Linked DNA regions of Hordeum vulgare: regions 1 and 3 are each linked to region 2. The links are chromatin contacts, called in public Hi-C maps. All regions are on one chromosome and are shown on one strand. The core of a region is the stretch at or near the end of the contact, and the rest is flanking DNA. Distances in the headings are between cores, read along the strand shown.

Region 1 (3,341 bases), core at 279-2,778, 260 kb before region 2:
TATGGTTACCACACCAATCACCGAGTTTCCTCGGGCGGCAGTAATAAGCTGCTCTAGGTTGGACCAACACTCACGAGGAGGACTGGCCGGGTTGTTGATTAATCCACGCGGTCCAGAAAGTCCCTGTGCAAGTTTATTAGTTATTAGGAAAATGTAGTACCAATGTTGGGACTTGCCAGAAGATTTTTATCCCAAAAGAAAATTCAAAGGGGTTCCCATAACAACCCCAATCATGTTAGGAGGGCTCAATATGGAACATAACACTGGTACACAAGTAACTAGGGGAGCAATGTAACAAATCACTGAACAAAAGGCCAAACCTTCCACCTTTTACCAAGTACATATGTGCATTAAATTAGATAGCAATAATATTATGATATCTCAAGATATCCTTGTCCCAACATGAACAAATTGCATCGGCAACTAGCAACGTGATAAGAAGGGCCAAGCATGGAGTAACTTAGTCAAACAATGGTTTGCTAGGATGTTAAAGGTTAGGGGCTTATCATGGTATTTTGGGAGGCTTGGCAAACAAGTGGCAGGAAGCGAGACATGGCGATAGAAACGAGACAACTAGCATGACAATGATAGTAGTGGTATCCACAAAAATGATCATCTTACTTGTCATCCCGCTTGGAAGAAGAACGAATACGTGAAGTAGACGAATGGGCGTAGTTGAACAAATCCTCACACTCCGAAATGCTTTTGGACTCTAGGGAGTAGAAGTGAATCCAGAAATGAACAAGTGACACGGTAAACACCACATCATATTCATGATATGATGCACAAAGAAATATGATGCATCTCCGGTTTAATAGGCATGTCATGGCATGATGCAACCATCGGATACCACAAATTAAGCGAAGCTCACTATGCAAGAACTGCATATTGACGAAACTCCACGATAAATTTACTTAGTTCATTCTAGTCTATTTACCCAACAAGTTTAAATGTTCTTAAACATGGCAAGAGGTGAAGCATAAACAACTACATCATCTAGGCATTTGAAATGAGGCCGGAAGCAACACATAGCATTTCCAAGACGACCTCATATGCATATTATGAATTTGGTACTGTTTTGCCTAACCATGTTTTATATTTATTAATTAGGAAAATAAATCACACCATTTTATTCTACGTATTTTCTAGTCAAGTTACATATGTGGATCATTTAATTCGGAGCTATGATATTTTAGTTACGAAATAAACCATTTAATAGGTCATTAATGTAAATTAAATGCAAACAACAAGTTAAACATTTTTTATCACGCATGATAGTTTCATATTCTGAAACTACACAAAATTCTAGTAATTTTACATATTTAAATCATTTTAATCCGATGTGTGGTTTTCAAGTTATTAAATGCATGAACATTCGGTTTTTTTGTAAAATAGATAATTCCCTCGATGATTGGATAACTCGCTAGAGAGGAAAAAATACTACACGCGCGAATCAGTGCTACACCCGAACAATAGATATTTGTGCAACATAGCAATATCATGCACAAAGCATCTTATACGAGATGTCGGACCGAGGCTCAGAAGAGTGGGCCTAGCCCAGGTGAGTGGAGGTGGAGGCAGGGCGGGCGACGCGAGGCGGGACCTCCTATGTGACGCACTTTGTGTTAAGGAGTTTGCGTTTCGCAAAGGGGCGGCTCATATGGGCCGGCCCAACTCATGATCGCGAGGTCAAAAAAATTTAAAACACGCAAGAACCAACACTTTTCCTAGGATTCGAACCCCAGAATTCTAAGTCATGCGCGTGATGCGCTAGCCACTGCGACAACCAAGCTCTTGTGTTCTATTTGCCGTGCAGTATTAGAAGAAACGGAAGACAACGGCGGAATAATTGAAAAAAATGTAAAACCGATTACATTTTTTAAATACAAATAATTTTCCAAATGTCCCAAACATTGTGTGAAAACACAAACATTTTTTGAAATGAATATTTTCTTTTCCAAAACACAAGTTTTGAATTTGTGATTTTTAAAACATGAACTTTTTTAGAATTTTAGATCTCTAGAACATTTTATGAAATTCCACAACATTTGTTGAGTTGGCGACAAATATTCACGGTTCTTTGTGCACAAAATTTGAAAGTGGAACACATTGTTTGAAATCCAGAACATTTTTTCAAGTTCTGAAACATTTTAAATTCTGAAACATTTATTCAAATTCTGGTACATTTTTTCAAATTCTGGAACATTTTTAAAATTCTGAAACATTTTGTCATATTCCGAAACATTTTTTTAAATTCCGCAACAATTTTTCAAATTGCGCAACGTTTTTCAAATTCCGGAACAGTTTTTCAAATTCCAGAACATTTTTACAAATTCTAGATTTTTTTCTCAAATTTTGGCACATTTTTTGAAATTCCGGTACATTTTTACAAATTCTGAAACAATTTTTGAAATTCTTTTTTTAAAATCCAGAACATTTTTAAAACAGAAAAAACAAAGAAGAATAAAGAAAAAAGAAAACAAAAAACCTGATCGAGGGAATCTTCTAGAAAGTTTCCAAAACCGAAAAAAACCGACTAGAAACCTGTCCCAAAACCGGGATCAGTTAAAGTGTTAACGGGCCGGCCCAAACCACGTCGCTCGCTCGCACCTCCTTTACGAAGCTGGGACTACTTGTTACAATGAGCGGCATATAGGGAATTCCGCTATGCCGGTGCTGCGTGGCTTGGCTACTCGCACAGCTAGGCCGGGACGAGGCGAGGCCCACACGGGCTATTAACTACATGCACGTGCACGCATGAGCAGCTGGAGCATGTGGGAACGAAGCAATGGCGCGACAGGGAAGCGGGAGGCACTGCAGCGATAAAGTCTAGCCAGATCCAGCATGGAGGTGAGCTCTGGCGGTGATCGATGGACAGATCCGGCCGGGGGCGCTCTGTTTTGGGCAGCGGGGTAGCCTGGGACGACGCCAACACGGAGACTAGGGTGGCCATGGTGGAACTTCTACATGGCAAGATAGAGGGCGGGTGAGGAAGAGCTAGCGGGAGAGCGGGAGAAGATGGGGCGACAGAGGCCGTATGCTGCCCGCTGGTGGTACGCGGTCGAGTGACTGGCGAGGAGGAGGCCGGCACGGGCATCAGGTCGAGCAGAGGCACGCAAGGCAGGAGCTCGTGAACGAAGGCGCTTGGGGACGGGCGGCGACATGGCTCGTTCGGGTCCAAATGGGATTCGATTCTGTTTTTGGACTGTAGGATCGCGGTCCGACGTCTACGAATGGAGGGAGCGGCTAGGTTGGGGTACTGTAACGTGTGTTGTGTCTTGGTGTGAGATGAGAGGTGTCACATCCCTAGCTCCCCTTTGATGATTAGCAAGATTGTGCTC
Region 2 (3,487 bases), core at 403-2,902:
TGAAATCATGGTACTCGGGCCATAGTGACAAGCATTAAGCATGGCAAAGTAGTAGCAACATCAATCTCAGAACATAGTGGATACTAGGGATCAATCCCCGTCAAAACTAACTCGATTACATGATATATCTCATCCAACTCATCACCGTCCAGCAAGCTTACGATGAGATTACTCACGAACGGTGAAGAGCATCACGGATTTGTCGATGGAGGAAGGTTGATGATGACAATGACGACGATTTCCCCTCTTCGGAGCCCAAAACGGACTCCAGATCTGCCCTCCAGATGAAGAACAGGAGGTGGCGTCGCCTCTGTATCGTAAAACGTGATGAATCCTTCTCCCTGATTTTTTCCGGGCGAGACGAAATAAATAGAGCTGAGTTTGTAGGCGGTGGTGCCACGTGGGCCCCACAAGCCCTCACGGCACCGCCTGGGGGGTGGCCGCGGCATGTGGGCTTGTGGCCCACTAGCACACCTCCTCCGGTGGATCTTTGCGGACGTATTTTTTATTAATTCCAGAAAAATTCTCCGTAAATTTTCAGGACATTCCGAGAAATTTTATTTCTGCACAAAACAACACCATGACAATTGTGCTAAAAACAGCGTCAGTCCGGGTTAGTTCCATTCAAATAATGCAAATTAGAGTCCAAAACAAGGGCAAAAGAGTTTGGAAAAGTAGATACGACGAAGACGTATCAATGGGACACATCTATTCTCATCTCGAGCTCGTATGCTTTCCCATGAAAAGTAAAATAAATAAAAAATATATTTTGTCAGGTTCTAACTTTGACAAATGTTCTCTGCTTTTGAAAAATTTCATCCCGAAATAACATTCATGAAGGTCATGGTAAAAAAAAATCAACACTCAAAAATGCTATTTTCGAAAGCATTTTAGAGTGTTTTTTTGTCATGACTTCCACGAATGTTATTTCAGGATGAAAATTTAGAAGCGCTGAGAACATTTGTCAAAGTTTAGACAAAAAATTCAGATTTTTTTGAATGCTTCTTCCCCCCCGGAAGTTTACTTTCATCCCAAGCTAGCTCGAGAGTAGAAGATAACTTTCAGAGTGTATGGGTGTTCTATGTGAGCATTTGGGTTGTAGTTTGTTTGTAAAAATACACACTGTTAACCTCTCCCTTCCCGGTATCCACTTAAGATCTGGCCAAACGGGCCCGACCCGACACAAAGCACGCCTCGGGCCGTGTCTGGGCCTGGAGGTTGGACACGCGGGCCGGCACGACACGACCTGTTTATCATTTTTATTATATATATATATAAGATAAATAAAAGCCCAATAGATCAAAATCAATCAAAAAAACAGTCCAATATATTAAAATCAGTACAAATAATAGCGAATAGGCCGAAACCGACTCAAATAGCGGTTTAAAATACTAAAATCCTAACAGGCCAGCAGGTGTGACGTGCCGACGGGCCGATCCGTATAACTCCCGTGCCGTGTTTGGGCCTGATACCGGGCACGTGGGCCGGCACGGCCGGGCCCGTTTACTAATCGTGTCCCGACGAGCTGTGCGTGGCTGCACGATTCTGCCGGGCCGTTTGGCCAGGTATGATCCACTCCTGTGTGCCTGCTAGACGCCCCCACAACCGGAAAACAACTCAAGAGACCTGTTTCATTTGCCTTTGGTCTTGTGAGATGATGGATGGGAAAGGAGCAGCCGCGGCCGCGAGGCGTAGCCATAGATTTCCTCGCAGCACGACATGCTGCTCCTCATCCACCATGCCATCCGACTCCGAGCCTCCCTCCCTGTCCGTACCCACCCGTAGCCCGGTAAACATAAGTCGCCGCCCCTCCCAGCCCCAGCCCCAGCCCCAGCCCCAAGCCCAAATCCGAATCTTCCCTTGCAACAATCATCCATAACGCCGTCATCGCCTTCTGCCCCGCGGGGAGACGAGATGCAGGGACTCCACCGCCCCTACCGATGGGTGAAGGAGTGGTTTGTCCCCCAACCCCTACTACCCTCGAATTCTACTCTGCTTCGTGTAATATAGATCTGAACTATTTGCGCTGCGTCCTTCTCCTAGGGTTCCGCAGGACCTCGTCATCGCCGGCGGCCCGTGTGCGCTTTACAAGTGGGTGCGAGGTACCTCGCCTTCTTGTCGCTGCTGTAAATTCTTACCTTGACTTGCTGTTGCTTAGTAATCGTGCCTGCGATTGCTGCTTGACATGATCTTTCTTTGGCTGTTATTGTGGTTTTCGGTGCTCAAATTCTACCGGGTGTTTATTAGATAGAGGCTTCGGTTTGGTTGGTCACAGGTGCAGACTAGCCTAACTTTCGAGAAAGCCAAAGCCTTGCGCCTAGAATGATTACAAGCTTAAGGCTAGGCCATTACAACCTAACACCCCTCCAGCAAGATAGCAACTAACGGCCGCTAGAGGCAAGTATAATATACACACCACTAAAAAAGCCTTTCATCTTCCAACACGTGGCTGACCAGTGGAAACGTTTGTTGTGATTCTTGAAGACGGCCCAACAATGGTGCTGCCTCACATCACTGTTGAAGACACCCTTGCAGCACTGGGGCATTGCCTCCCCCTCCGTGTAGGCCATATCCGGCATGTCCCACACAATGAAGAGGCAGGCCAAATCCGGCCTGTCCCACACAATGAGGAGTTAGCCCTGGCAGGCCTGAGAAGAGCGCGCAAGATGCCCTGCCCATGCTGAAACTCACTGACTAATGTCGACGGCCTGCATGTTGCATTGCCACATGTTGCTGCACCCCATGTGTATCACAATGAATACCCAAGCTACCAGATGTCGTCCCTGTTTGTTTCAGCTTCAGGGCAGTTTTTTGACTAAAAAAAGCTAAAACAAACAGCTATTTTAGAACAATTGTACTGTTTCGGGCTATTTTCAGTGTAACAGCTCAAAGCATGTTTTGGTGTACTTCACAGCCAAAGCTGTTTCCCTTGCCCCTCCAACATTTGGTGTTTGGTCGTAATTATGTCATAAAGGCCACAACAGGCATGATCTATTTTCCCCCTTCGCCCCCCTCCTCGTGAAACATAGCGTTTTCACCAGCTCACAGTCGTTTCCGCAGCTACATTTTTTTGCCTAACAACTAACCTTCACTACAGCTGTTTCCTCAGCACAGCAGTTTTGCCAGCACAGCAAGTCCACAGCTGAATCTGTCGAAACTGAAGCCCAAACAAACTCGTCATCTGCATTGCCTGAAGCTGATGCAGATCAGCTTTCATCCTTGCACCGCCGGCGCAGGTACTTGAGCCACTCCTCTAGGATTTTAAGGCACAACTTACTCTGTGATCCGCTAACTGTGGGGCCTGAAGTCATGTCGCTTACACATCATCGACAACACCAAAAACTGCCCACCAGGGTGAATTTCTGTGCCGACCAGATCCAGCGGATCGCCAACCACAACCCACATGGGCACTGAAACACACTTGCTACTGTCTTGTCTTTTGCCCAAATCCACAGCAATGCCATCAACACACAGCAGGTGTCTCTCG
Region 3 (3,239 bases), core at 622-3,121, 510 kb before region 2:
GAAGGCCACGGGCCAGACGCCATGGACCGTGGCGTTTGGGGCCAGACGCCGAGGACCCTGGCGTCTTGTCCTGGAGTCTGAGGAGGACTCTTGCCTTGCGTGCCAAACCAACTTTGAGGAGGCCCTTTCTCCAAGAAACGACCCAGGGCTCAACATATAAATAGAGGGGCATGGCTAGCACCCGGGACACATCAAGATTGCCCCAAGCCGTGTGCCGGCAACCCCGCCCCTCTAGTTCATCCACTGTCATAGTTTTCGTTGTGCTTGGCGAAGCCCTGCGGAAATAGTTTCACCACCATCGACACCACGCCGTCGTGTTGCCAGAATTCACCTACTACTTCGCCCCTCTTGCTAGATCAAGACGGCGAAGACGTCATCAAGCCGTACGTGTGCTGAACGCGGAGGTGCCGTCCGTTCGACACTAGATTGGGATGGGATCGCGGGACAGATCGTGATGAGATCGCGGGACGGACTGCGTTTGGATCGCGAAGATGTCCCACTATATCAACAACGTTATATACGCTTCCGCTTAGTGATCTAAAAGGGTATGTTGATCCAAACTCTTCTCTCGTAGATGATCATCACCATGGATAGGGCTTGCGTGTGCGTATGAATTTTTTTGTTTCCCATGTAACGTTCCCCAACAGTACTCCTTTCAAAGATCACCCCACATCTCGAGGTTGTGATATGTGGCACACTGAATGCGTGACACTTGTCGCAACCGATGAGTTTTTTTTCGTAGATTCGTATTTTCAAAATGTTTTATTTCCTAAACCATGCGTCCAAATCTTGAACCTTTTTTACCGTTGGATTTCTCGCGTCTAGATCTTCAAAACTAGATCCCATGTTGATAGGTTTGACGATTTTTTTTTTCACGAAAAATCGGACCAAAAAAACTATGCCTCTCACAATAGGAAAAAACCGAGAAAACACGTTTTCCGCGTTTTTTCTTTCCGAGAGGCACGACCGTGCCTCTCACGAAGTCAAAATCGTGCCTCCCGCAGAAACAAAATCGTGTCACTCGCGAAAAATGCGTTATTGTTCCCTTTCCGTAAGTCACGTGCTTGCCTCTCACGAAGGCAAAATTGTGCCTCTCGCGGAAGCAAAACCATACCTTTCGTAAAAAGAAACAGAAAACACGTTATTTTTCCCTTTCTAAGAGGCACAGCCATGCCTCTTGCGAAGGCGAAACCGTTTCTCCCACGGAAACAAACCCGTGCCTCTCGCGGAAGCAAAACCATGGCTCTCGCAAAAAATAGAAAACAAGTTTTTTTCGTTTCCGACATGCATGGCCGTGCCCCTCACGAAGACAAGACCGTGCCTATCGCAGAAAAACAAAAAACGCGTCTTCTTTCGTAATTTTTTCGTCAAAAAGCTAAGCAAGACCGGTGAAAAACCAAAACATAAAAAAAATAAAAAATCAAAAAAATAATTTAAAAGCCGAAAACGCATGTGAAAGAATAAAAAACAAAATCTGAAAAAAGCGCTCAGAACACGATAAGTGGGACGGTTGAAAACGCATCAAGTGGCAACGCATAGAAGTGCTCACTGAGAGGTTTTCAAAGAAGATAAAATTTGTTAAGAAAAGCTCGCTAACTAGTGACTTTCGCGCTGCTGGACTGAGGGCGCCTCACGCGTCAAATAGGGGCTCCCGGGCGAGATGTAGGACGCCCCTTTAACCCACGCCTGAAGCGCGAAATAGGGAATGCATAAATTGAGGAAGAAGCAGATCGTCGCCGCTATGCGTGGTGTTCCGGATGGTAGTGGCCCATTCGAAATTCAGCCTGCTTAATGGGTTCCCTCCACATCAAACACCGATGATACCCCAAACGCCTAGTACTTAATTTCCCTCCCTCCTTCCCTCGTTTTCTGCTCTCTTTCTCTTTCGTCCCCCCTTCCCCCTTCTCTCTCCCTCTATTCCCCTCCTTTCCCACCTCCCTAACCCCACCCACCTACCTCCCGCCGCCGCCGCCGCCGCCGCCGCCGCCGGAACCCCATCTCCGGCGGTCCCCCCGATGCCCTCCTGTCTTCTCTGAAGCCGAAGCCGCCCATCACTCCCGGGAGTTGGGGGTCCCGCAGCGCGCGATCGCGAGATCGGGCTTATGTCGGGGGGCGGCAGGCCGCCGGCTGCTCAGAAAATCCTGCAGTCGCTGCGCCCACCCCCGGTGTTCTCCACACCATCGCGGCCTCCCTTCGCCTCACCCGACGACTACCATCGCTTTCATGCGCCGACTACCCCTTCTGCCTCCGGCTCAGGCGGCATCGGCGCCGGTGGTGTTGGCGGCGATATTGATGAGAGGCTTGTTATCCGGACGCAGGTGAGATACTTGTGCTCCACAAGGAGCTCTCGATTTATCCGTTTCTGTTTTTTTTTTGCTGGTGTTGCTGAGCTTGTGCGTGATTTGAGCTGTTTTTGTAGACACCAAATGGTTGCTGAGCTTGAGGGTTTTGTTGGGTGTATGTGCTGATTTGAGTATATCTTAAGGATCCACTTGCAGATTCCTTATTTTTTCTCAATTTCTTGTCCTCCCCAAAGTTGTCTCTGTTTTCGGAAGCTTGAATGCCCAGTGCCTACAATCATTTACAAGTTAGATAAACATGGACTATGTTAATTGTGTGACGTGGATCCGCAAAATAAATATTCATGTCATGTTGTTGTTGTCGTGCCACAGCAAGAATTGGAATGGTCTGTCAAATCTTCAATGTTACAAAGAGGAAGAGTTCTGTCACCTGTACATGTACATGTTGCCTGCAGCGAGGTCCTGAATAAACAGATACTTAGGCAACATATGGTAATAATATATAGTCCCATTAATACTTGCCAACTGCTTCCGCATGGCATGGCATGGCTGGCAGTAAGAATTAGTTGAACCGCAATTTATATGTATTCTTTGCTCTGCAAAAATTCGTTTGAGCCCGAACAGAAACGATTGATCGGTTTATGTTGGTATATGTATGTTTTGGGTGCTCAACCCTTCTCTGCAGCCTGTATGATGGATGACTGGATGCAACATGTGTGTCTAGCACCTCGAGCAGTTTAATAATAATATAATATCATCAACTGAACAAATTTCAGCAAGTAACAGTGAAGAGCAGCTGAGTTCCATTTGCCGCTTATACCTGATTCTGTGCAAGCTCGAACTACCAACTGTTGAAGACATGCATCTCTGATAGGGAGATAGTTATCATGTACATTTTATTGCCCTCAACTGAATAAAGTTTAGGTCAAAGCTTCAACT

What was found. Hi-C and Micro-C count contacts between places; a contact is called where the count stands out from the background.
Region 1: a contact with region 2 is called in a Hi-C map of seedling, with 2.5 times the contacts expected there. The contact joins the enhancer-like site here to the promoter of LOC123404541 in region 2. A contact is called at or near these places in 1 of 6 Hi-C or Micro-C datasets (seedling) and 1 of 1 datasets of contacts at active chromatin or transcription factors (embryo).
Region 3: a Hi-C map of seedling shows a contact between it and region 2, with 6 times the contacts expected there. The contact joins the promoter of LOC123401733 here to the promoter of LOC123404541 in region 2. A contact is called at or near these places in 2 of 6 Hi-C or Micro-C datasets (leaf and seedling).

Annotation. Positions count from the first base shown.
Region 1 is chr6H:272,172,773-272,176,113 of MorexV3_pseudomolecules_assembly, reverse strand. No RefSeq gene overlaps it. Among protein-coding and RNA genes, the nearest start is that of LOC123401733, 250 kb to the left of the region's middle. Within about 2 kb of position 1,528, at least 2 of the 3 cell types and tissues checked have open chromatin away from gene starts, as enhancers often do. A contact at or near this core is called in seedling, where this site is marked.
Region 2 is chr6H:271,914,718-271,918,204 of MorexV3_pseudomolecules_assembly, reverse strand. LOC123404541 (zinc finger transcription factor YY1) reads left to right here and starts at 1,652. Exons shown (of 6, transcript XM_045098468.1): 1 at 1,652-1,955; 2 at 2,044-2,102. The coding sequence starts at 1,915.
Region 3 is chr6H:272,421,701-272,424,939 of MorexV3_pseudomolecules_assembly, reverse strand. LOC123401733 (transcription factor E2FA-like) reads left to right here and starts at 1,871. Exons shown (of 14, transcript XM_045095588.1): 1 at 1,871-2,318. The coding sequence starts at 2,103.